Regions from separate parts of the Mus musculus genome. Here region 1 is linked to region 2. The links are chromatin contacts, called in public HiChIP or PLAC-seq maps. All regions are on one chromosome and are shown on one strand. Each heading gives the region's core, a stretch centred on a gene start, on an enhancer-like site or on the middle of the called end of the contact. The rest is flanking DNA. Distances are from core to core; before and after follow the strand shown. Region 1 overlaps Slc27a1 (solute carrier family 27 (fatty acid transporter), member 1). Region 2 overlaps Gm39191 (a long non-coding RNA gene).

Region 1 (5,121 bases), core at 784-3,283, 900 kb before region 2:
TGGCTAAGCAGGAGTGATCCAGGTCAGGTGAGGCATGGCTGAGCCGGTGGTGCTTGGTAAGTCAGGGGAACAGAAAGCAGTCTGGCATGGAAGCAAGCTTAAGGTAAGGTCTGGGTGGAACAGGAGAGTGACATAAGGTGGAGCCAAAACGGGAGGGGCATGGTCAGAGCAGGAGGGCACGCCCTGAAGGCAGGTACTGAGTCTCCTTGGGATCAGCCATACAGAAAGAGACCCTCCATGAGGGCATAGCCAGAGGAGGGGCGTGTTCCTGATCCAGTCTGAGCGCAAGGGCTGCTGTACCCTTGGTGAGGTAGGAGGAGCCCAAGAGCGCGTGGGGCCTACCGTGCAATTGTACTTGACACAGTCATCCCAGAAGCGGCTGGCGGAGAACTTCTTGCGCAGTACCACCGTCAACCCGTAGATGACGCACTGCCCCACACCCATGATGTTCCCTAGAGAGAGGGCAGCGGTGAGGGTCGCTGAGGGATTCCATCCACTCCCCTGAGGGCCCACATACCTGCAGAGTGGTAGAGTGGCAGGCAGTCATAGAGCACATCGGCGGCACGCATGCTGTAGGAATGGTGGCCAAAGGCAGCAATGCGGTAGTACCTGCAGGGAGAGCTAAGTCACTGGCAGAGATCTAGCGGTGGCACATCTGGGTAAGAGTCTTCTGGTCTGGAGAGGACTTGAGCCCTCTGGGAAGGCTGCCTGAGGGTGCAGCAAATGGAAAGGTTCCAAGGCGTAAAAGAGCGTGGTTAGCTGGGGGCCAGAGAGGACTAAGTATGACTCACTAGAGGCAAAGCAGAATGGTCACGGGATTTAGGATGTAAAACCCTCAAAGATGCTAGCCAATGCGGGGCACGGCGGGAGGGTCGGGGGTGGAAAAGGAGCTAGGTGGCGCTCTGCCAGAAGGGGAGGAGGAGAAAAAGACCATGGGGAACATGGGGCACAGGGGGACAGGTTCCAGCAATGGCAGGCCATGGGGAAGGGAGGGCCCTGCTTACCTGCTGTGCACCACAATGGCAGCCTTAGGAAGCCCGGTGGTCCCAGAAGTATAGATGTAAAACAGCCGATCTGCACAAAAAGCAAGGGTCAGGCACCAGGAGAGCAGAGAACACGGGGGATAGATGTCAGGGACCCCTCCACTTACCATCCATGCCCTTGCCTGGGGCTTGTGCCAGGGGTGTGGTGGGCGCCTCAGCAAGCATGGGGTCCAGGAGCTGCGTGTCAGGCAGGATGCTCTCAGGCCCCAGATCTCCAGAGCAGAACTTGAGGAGGCTCTTCCCCAGCTGCTCGCTCACCTCCGCCACCGCTGTGGTGACAGAGGCTCAGGGTCACAGTCATGAAGCACCCCTGGCCAGCATCTCCCTATCCCTGAGGTCCCTAGGTCCCCACCCTCCTGGTATCCACCAGGCCTCACCCGCTGCCATCTCCCCGCCATAAATGAGGGCCTTGGCAGCTGATGTGCCCAGGCAGAAGGCCAGGGGCTCCCGCCTCAGGTTGACATTGAGAAGAGCAGCCACCACACCGGCCTTGGCCAGGCCCAGCCACAGTCCCACGAACTCCGGCCGGCCCTCCAGGAACACAGCCACCACATCGCCTGGTGCAAAGCCCAGCTGGCGGAACAGGTTGGCTACAGCATTGGAGTAGGTGTCCAGCTGTGCGAAGGTCCAGCATATACCACTACTGGCGTCCACCAGTGCCAGGCGCTCTGGTTGTCGCCGGGCCACAGCCTGGAAGATGCACGGGATCGTGTCTCCTGCTCGCCGGTGTCGTCGCAGCTCTAGCCGAACACGAATCAGAACAGAGAGGCCACTGCAGAGACAGAGTCAGGGCCACTGTCCAGAGCTGCCTGTAACCTCGGGAGCCCCAGGACAGCAGAGGTCCAGTAAGGGGTCCTTTAATGGCTGATATCTTAAGGCAAGGAGCATTAATCAACCAGACAGGAAGCTATGAATCCCCAACACCAGCCTGTCTACCACATGAGGATTAGTCACCAAGTAGTTGTCCCTAAATGGCCTGGTGCCCTGAATTTCAATTGTCAGATTCTTTTTTGTGCTCTGTGATGTTGTATACATGCTTAGCAGGCAATCTACTACCACACCCCCAACCTCTCACTGGGGAATTCTACTCAGGGGCTCCACCCCTGGGCCAGACCCCCAGCCCCTCACTTGAGGATTCTAGGCAGGAGAGTCACCACCTCAGCTCCTCTATGGAGGATTCTAGGCAGGGACTCCACCCCTGAGCCACCAGCCTGCTTCTTACTTTTGAGTCAGGGTCTCCCTAACTGGCCTCTAACCTAGAGCTTGCACTCCTCCTGCCTCATCATCTGGAACATTGACAGGCGTGGTTATCAGGAAGGTCTCAAAACTCATCCTTGTTCCTCATCTCTTGTCCTTTGAGTACTGTACCCCATCTTCAGAGGACACTGGGAATGGTGACCAAACCTGCCAGTGCCTTGGCCTCCCACTTGATAGCTCCTTGCTAGCCCAGGCTAGCCTTGAACTCACAGCAACCCTGTCTCAGGCTACAGAACCCCAGCAGTTTCCTTTCTTCCTTCGTCCAGTCCTCCCTCACCCACCTCAGGCTGCCCAACTGCACTCTGCTCTGAAGACCGATCACAGCCCTCTGGGAGAGCACCACACAGTGCTGAGCACTGGGCAAAATTAGAGGTGATGGGAGGGGTGACAACAGTCAAGAACTCTTGACAGTGGGGACTGTGGGAGAGGTGGGTGGCTTCCACTCAGCTGGCGCAAAGGTCCTAGGGTATGTGCCATTACACTTAGTTTATGTGGCTAGAGATGGAGCCAGGACACATAGGAGACTAATCTACCAACTGAGCCCCAGATTCTATTGTATTACCCCAAATAGCTAATATCTCCTGTGTGCCTGGGTGAAACTTAGGACAAAAAATGCCTTGTGCCATCCCCATCCCAGCTGTGTCCCATTGCTGCATACTACAGCACACCCAGAACCATCTGCCCCAGTTCCTTTGCACAGGCTCAGCAGTCAGACTCTCCCTCAGCGTCTGTTCAGCTGCTCCATGCTCAGAGAACACCCCACGAGCCCTGGAAGTGCTACCCCTGCCTTGGCATCTCTCCCCTGGCACTCACAACCTTCTAAGCCATGGCCTGCCGCTGACTCAACTTCCTATCCTGTCCTGTTTCCTGGAGGGAAAGAGCAGGAGATGGGGGCCACCCAGCGCCTGTCATCTAACCATCCAGGAAGCTGAGGCAATGGGAGTAGAAGCATGAGACTAGAAGCTGCTCTGCAACAGCACTCAATCAAAACAAAACAGGGCTGGAGAGATGGCTCAGCAGGTAAGAGCACTGGCTTCTCTTTGAGAGAACTTGTGTTTAATTCCCAGCAACCACATGGCAGTTCCCAAACACATGTAGCTGCGGTTCCTCTTGCAAAACCGTCCTCTGCCTTCTGCAGGCACTAGGCATGCACATGGTACACACATACATGCAGGCAAACCTTCTATGCACATGAAAACTAAAATAAAAAACTAAAACATTAAGTAAAAAATTTTTTAAGTTTATTTATGTGAGTATACTGTAGCTATATAAACAGCTGTGAGCCTTCATGTGGTTGTTGGGAATTGAATACAGGACCTCTGCTTGCTCCAGTCGGCCCCGATCACTCTGGTCAACTCCGCTCACTCAGTCTCTGCTCCCTCCAACCATGGCTCAGTGGATAAGAGCACTGACTGCTGAAGGTCCTGAGTTCAAATCCCAGTAACCATATGGTGGCTCACAACCAACCATAATTAGATCTGACGCCCTCTTCAGGTCCATCCGAAATCAGCTACAGTGTACTTATTTATAATAGTAAAATCTTTGGGCCTGAGTGAGCACAGTTGACCAGAGCGAGTGGGGCCGACCAGAGCAAGCAGAGGTCCTAAATTCAATTCCCAACAACCACATGAAGGCTCATAACTGTCCATACAACTACAGTGTACTCACATACATAAAATACATAACATAAATAAATCTTTTTTTTCTTTTTTTTTTTTCTTTTTTCTTTTTTTTGGTTTTTCAAGACAGGGTTTCTCTGTATAGCCCTGGCTGTCCTGGAACTCACTTTGTAGACCAGGCTGGCCTTGAACTCAGAAATCCACCTGCCTCTACCTCCCCAGTGCTGGGATTAAAGGCGTGCGCCACCACGCCCGGCTATCTTTTTTTTTTTTTTTTTAAGATTCTTTAGATTTATTTATTTCATGTATGGACGCCCTATCTGCATGTACACCTGCATGCCAGAAGAGGTCATCAGATCACAATATAGATAATTAAGAGCTACCATGTGGTTACTGGGGATTGAACTCTGGTCCTTTGGATGAGTAGAAAGTGCTCTTAACTTTTATTTGGGGTGGGGAGTGTGGGGGTTGTTCGAGACAGGTTTTCTCTGTGTAGCCCTGGCTGTCCTGGAACTTACTCTGTAGACCAGGTTGGCCTGGAATTCAGAAATCCGCCTGCCTCTGCCTCTCGAGTGCTGTGATTAAAGGCGTGCGCCACCACTGCCCAGCACTCTCTTAACTTCTAAGCCATCTCTCCAGCCTATAAAAATAAATTTAAAACTAAAAGGATTCAGACAGTGGTGGCACACGTCTTTAACCCCAGCACTGGGAGGCAGAGGCAGGGGGATTTCTGAATTCCAGGCCAACCTGGTCTACAGAGTGAGTTCCAGGACAGCCAGGGCAACACCTGTCTCAAAAAACAAAACAAAAACAACAACAAAAAAAAACAAAAACAAAAAAAAAAAAAACTAAAAATGAATTAAAAAAAAAAAAAAAGGGGGCAAAGAAGCCAGAAAAGCATTTTAGAAGATTGCCTGAGGCCCAAGGCTGGCCCTCCTGGTGCAGTGCCTACCACAAATAATCCTAGAGGGAAGGGAGACTCCAGTGCCTGGGTGGCAGGTCAGCCAGGAAACCTGCTGCCCTCAAAAACAGCTGCCCCAGGGTTTGGAGGATTATCAAAGGTAAAGATCGGCACAAGGGTTCTGCTGAGGACTTTGAGGTGGTAGGTACACTAGGAGAGGGACTTGGGCCCTGAAACTGATAAATGTCGTCAGTAAGGTAGCTAGTTATCATTAAAGCAGAAAATCATGAGTTCAAAGCCA
Region 2 (5,073 bases), core at 2,388-4,887:
AGCGCACACACCACACAGCACAGCTCTAGACAGAACTGTTTCCAGGGCACGGGTGCACAGCCCATGCAGTTTAATGGAAGAATGGCCCACACAGCAAGGAGGGATTCCTCCCACACACTGAGTCATAGCTTGAGCCCTGACTCGGTTTACCCATTAGTGGTCCAGTCTGCAGTCTTCCAGAAGCAGCAAGTACCATGCAAAGACTGTGAATGAGACAGGTTGTGAGGAGTCATCTCCTGTCAGGTAGGACAGGGTATGTGTGTGCCTGGCTGGCCTGAATTTCCTTAAGTGCTTCCTCTGTAGTCCTGACTCAATGGCCACTATCTCATGGACCCTTCTCTTCCTTTTGTGCCCACTCTCAGCCAGTGAGAAGGCTCTGACCATGACCTGGGCTGGCTCACCAGCTCCCAGTCACTCTGAACACTTGAGTGCAGAAACCTGAACCCATCTCAGCTGGCTGATCTGTGAATCTGTGACCCTGACCTTTTAAAATTTACATTATTTTAATATGTGTGTGTGTGTGTGAGAGAGAGAGAGAGAGACTTGCCTGCGTGTTGTGTGTACACATGCACCATGTGTGTGCCTGGTGCCCATGGAGGGGAGAAGAGGGCATCAGATCCCCTGGAACTAAATCACAAGTGTGAACTTTCCGTGGAAGTGAATGTCTGTGGAAAAAGTAGCCTGTGCTCAAAACCACTAAGGAGCCTTTAATCCCAGCACTTGGGAGGCAGAGGCAGAAGGACCTCTGAATTAGCGGCCAGCCTGGTCTACAGAGTGAGTTCCAGGACAGCCAGGGCTACACAGAGAAACCCTGTCTTGAAAAAACAAGCAAGCAAACAAACAATCAAAATGCTGAGCTGTCTCTCCAACACCCCCCCCCATGTTGGACAGATATATGGATGGGTGTGGGAGTGTGCAGGGACCCTGCTTGCTGTTGGACAGTATATGGATGGGTGTGGGAGTGTGCAGGGACCCCGCTTGCCTGCGATGCTCAGCAAGTGAGCTTTCTTTTCTTGTAGGTTGTCTTTAAGCTGGACATGCCCTGAAGGAGGCTGCTGCAAAGTTCTGCCCAGAGAGTTTCTTCTCACCATGAGCCCGACCTGAAGCCAGGGACCTCTGGCACTCCTTTCCTGTGCGTCTCTTGGCCTTGGCACACCTGGCTGCGTGCTCAGAAGCTTCCAGGGAGCAAGGGAGAGCCAGTCTAGCCAGATCCCGAGAAGATCAGCTAGTAGTCTAACATCCTGAGGGCAGAAAAATAGCCTTAGAATTGGGCGGTAACACCAATAGTCTAAAAATTACAGCACTGGGTGACAGAGTCAGGTGGATCACTGAGGCCAGCCTGGTCTACACAGTGAGTTCAAGGCCAGTCTGGGCTACACAGAGAAACCCTGTCTAGGAAAAAACAAAACAAAATTCAGAGCAGAAAGAAAGGGGCTTGGAAAGGGAAATTCCTAGGGTCCATGACATTGGTGGATAGATCCAGAAGGCTCAAAGGAAAGTATCCCTGAGCAAAGGTCGTGGGTCAGAATTTGAGGAGTGGGACAGATTTCAATGAGGGGCCTGGAGTTGGGTGGGGAGCATGAGGGGAGGAGCAATCCTTCGGGCCTAGAGACTCATCAGCAGGGTATGAGACTGGTTATTTATCATCCCATAAGTTTCTGCTTGCCTCAGTTTCTCCATCAGTGTGCATTCCCCAGGAAATGCCTGGGCTCTGAGCTCATTAACCCCAGCTGTGCTGTCCTGTAATGCGGTCACCCATCCCTGGCTACTCTTGGTTTGCAGGAGTGCCCACCCATGAGATATGTCACCTATTCCAGGAGACTGAAGTGCTAAGGTGGACACTGTTCAGAAGTTAGATTTCCTGTCTCCAGTGATGCCTGAAATCTGCTAAAAATATCTGTGCCCCCTGCCAGGGAGGCAGCTATGACGGTGGCTGGGCTGCAGTGATGATGCTGAGCCCAGGGAGCATCCGGCAGAGCCAGTTGCCATGGTGATGCTGACTCACAGGCAGAGGCAGGTAGTGGTATCTGGTACCCGGCTGCCCGCCTCTGCATGGCCAGCACTCAGCATCCTGCCCAGCACCCACCCCACAGCCTCTGCGGGAAACAGGGTCGCTATGGGGGCAGAGAACGTGCACAGGCTGCATCCTCCACTGTCTCTATGTCACTGACCTGTCATAGCAGGAAGATGTCAGATGTGGTTTAGCTTCTAATGACCTTGACTGGGGCCAATAGGATGCACGAACATACAACCATCTGCCTGACCTTTGATCAACCCATCCACCCACCCATCCAGCTCTCATGTCTGCTTGACCTCTCACCCACTCACCCACCCTGCTCTCATCTGTCCTGTCTAACAAGCCCTTCATTTCACATTTACAAAACATGTCCTGTGCACTAATGTACTCATAGTCATGGTGGGGGAGCTGTGCTGGGTGAACCTCATGGTCACTTGGACCCATCCCTGGTGCTGGCTAAGACCCTACCTGTTCCTCATTTTCTTGTCCCTGTCTCCCACTGTCCTCCATTCCCACACCTCAGGTTGCCACAGCCACATCAGCTGCAGCTAACACCCTTTTCCACCATCCACCTATATCAGCTGATTTCTGCCCCAGGGCCTTTGCACTTCCAATTGCGGAAAGGACCCCTTTTTTTTCCTCAGCTGGCCTCTGGGCCTCCGGATTCTTGGTTTCTTTATATTCTTCCATCCTAGGTGATGGTACCTGGCAGGCTGATGCCAAGCACCTTGGGTTACACAGTGAGTGACACTATCTGTAGACACAACAAAAGCAACAGTGCATACAGAAAGGAGATGGGTGGTGCACACCTATTAATCCCAGCACTCAGGAAGTGGAGGCAGGGCTATCTCTCTTGACTTTCAGGTCAACCTGGATGCCTGGAGCATGAGGTCCTAAACTTGATCCATAAATTCCGGGTCCCCCCTCCCCAGAACTGGGGAGGGAGAGACAGACAGATCCCTGGAGCTTACTGGAAACTATAGAGCAAAGAAAGGCTTGGTGGGGTGAGATAGCTCAGCAACTACAGAAGATTGTCAACCAAACTAAACCAGGCAACCTGAGTTTAATCCCCTGGTACCCACATGGTAGAGGGAGGGAACTCCAACATATTGTCCTCTGACCTACACACACACACACACACACACACAGAGTGTATAAACAGAGAAATTAAAACCACTTTTGAGAACCAAATGGCCGGATGGTGATATCAAACGCCTTTAATCCCAGCATTAGAGAGGCAGAGGCAGGAGGACCTCTGAATTCGAGGCCAGCCTGGTCTACAGAGTGAGTTCCAGGACAGCCAGGGCTACACTGTCTTGGAAACCCTATCTTGGAAAAATCGAAAAGAAGAAAAACCAAAGTGGACGCTTCTGGAGGAATAACCCATAGACTGCGCTGTGACTTCAACACAAAGAGGCATTAATTACACAGAAATAAGTCATATCAAAGAATAAAATTCACCCAGTAAACTCAAAACGAGATGAAACAAACCCTATGCTTGCTAAGAAGCTGGGGTCAGGAAGGACAGTTCCCTAAAATGTACTGTCTGGGGTGACTCACCCTCCCTCAGGGAGAAGCAGGTGGGGCCAGGGCACTGCTGTGACCCAATGGGACACCTGCTGAGTGGCAGCTGAGGCCAGGGCCCAGGCATGGCTTGTGTTAGCCCCGGGGCCTTTGCACATGCTGTTGTGACTGCCAGAGGAATCCATGCCTGTGCATTTGGAGAAGCCGCCTAGGCTACCTTGCTGTCCTTGTGGTCCCCCAGCTTACTCCCACCCCATCCTGCCCCTCCCCTTAGGTCTCCAGAAAGATCTGTGGCTTAGCCTGTGAGGGCAGACAGGGTCACTGGGGGTTGAAGGCAGGGGTCAGGTACATGGAGCTGCAACCCAGAGGGTAAGAGCCTGGGACTCACCCCACCCTCCTGCCTCAGCTAGGAGAGGTCTCCCAGAGCGGTCTCCAGGAGCAAAGGAGATCAGAAACGGTTCCCCTCACAGAGGGCTGCTGCGGGGCCGGGAGGGCGTGGTGGAGAATCTGCAGGACGCGGGTATTTTTAGGCGCTGAACGAAGCTCTGAAGTATGTCCATGGCCCCTCCCGACTGCAGGCTGGGTGGCTGCTTTGGAGCCTGGATCCAGTGAAGGCGGGATGGGACGGAGGGCGTGAGTCACCGCCTGGTGGCTGTGAGGCCAGGCGGGCGAGGGAGGGAGCTTGCAGAGGCTGGTGCTGCCCAAGGGAGGCTCAGCCCGTCGGTCTTCACCAACTCCCACAGCTTGTAAAAAGCAACGCCTGGACAGCATGAATGTTCCCAAAGATGCCACTCTTAGATGGGTCTATGCATTTACTGAGTACTTAATGCTTACTTTCTACTTGGCTGGTCCTGGGGTGATCACCATGCTGTGCACTTCCTTGTATACCAGGTTAGCCCTAGGAGTCTGCCACACTATATATGCCAAAATGGTCACAGTGATGACTGCCATGCCACGTATTTACTGGGTCCATGCTGTGTACAAGGCTGATGGATAGTTCATTCGCAGCACACATTTATTTAGCACCTGCTGCATACCAGGTTGATCCTAGGAGTGATGATCATTGTGTCGCACATTTGCTGGACACTAGGCCAGCAATTCACCCGCAGTGTGCACTTATTAATCACTTACTGCATACCAGACTGGCCTTTGGGTGATCAGCATATCATTTATTGAGCACGTACTGAAGTGCTGGTGCAGAGAGGAAACTGAGGCACTGTGGAAGTTGAAGTGGTCCAGGCACTTTACCTATTTAATGCTTCCAAGCCTGTCTGGCCCCACTGCTAGGCTGAAGTGCCTTGTTTTGCTGTGTAGTGCTAGGCAGGGAACCCCAGTACTCCACGTAGGCTGAGGGAGCCACACCCTTGCCCAGGGGAGGATTTTTTTTCTAAGTTTATCATTGAGAAGCCCAGCAAGCTCTGCAACAGGCGAAGGAGCTCACAGAATGAATTAAAGTTCTTAACATGAAAATGCAGGGAGGCTCTGAGAACTAGGCCTTATCACAGAATCAAAATGGTAAACTCAACAATTGT

The links. HiChIP or PLAC-seq counts read pairs in DNA pulled down with a chosen protein or histone mark.
Region 1: an H3K4me3 HiChIP or PLAC-seq map of bone marrow-derived macrophages shows a contact between it and region 2, with 3 times the contacts expected there. The contact joins two enhancer-like sites. A contact is called at or near these places in 2 of 39 promoter capture datasets (hematopoietic stem and progenitor cells and hippocampal neurons), 1 of 484 Hi-C or Micro-C datasets (B cells), 4 of 115 datasets of contacts at active chromatin or transcription factors (bone marrow-derived macrophages, embryonic limb bud, pancreatic cancer cells and 1 more) and 1 of 9 other capture datasets (adipose tissue).

Annotation. Positions count from the first base shown.
Region 1 is chr8:71,576,098-71,581,218 of GRCm38.p6, reverse strand. It overlaps Slc27a1 (solute carrier family 27 (fatty acid transporter), member 1), which reads right to left. Exons shown (of 12, transcript NM_001357182.1): 2 at 1,421-1,815; 3 at 1,151-1,312; 4 at 1,005-1,074; 5 at 518-609; 6 at 343-452. Among named protein-coding and RNA genes, the nearest start is that of Slc27a1, 8.1 kb to the right of the region's middle. Within about 2 kb of position 2,033, at least 85 of the 459 cell types and tissues checked have an H3K27ac peak or open chromatin away from gene starts, as enhancers often do. A contact at or near this core is called in bone marrow-derived macrophages and pancreatic cancer cells, where this site is marked.
Region 2 is chr8:70,681,440-70,686,512 of GRCm38.p6, reverse strand. Gm39191 (a long non-coding RNA gene) reads left to right here. Exons shown (of 2, transcript XR_870499.2): 2 at 1,020-3,204. Among named protein-coding and RNA genes, the nearest start is that of Gm39191, 8.4 kb to the left of the region's middle. Within about 2 kb of position 3,637, at least 105 of the 459 cell types and tissues checked have an H3K27ac peak or open chromatin away from gene starts, as enhancers often do. A contact at or near this core is called in bone marrow-derived macrophages and pancreatic cancer cells, where this site is marked.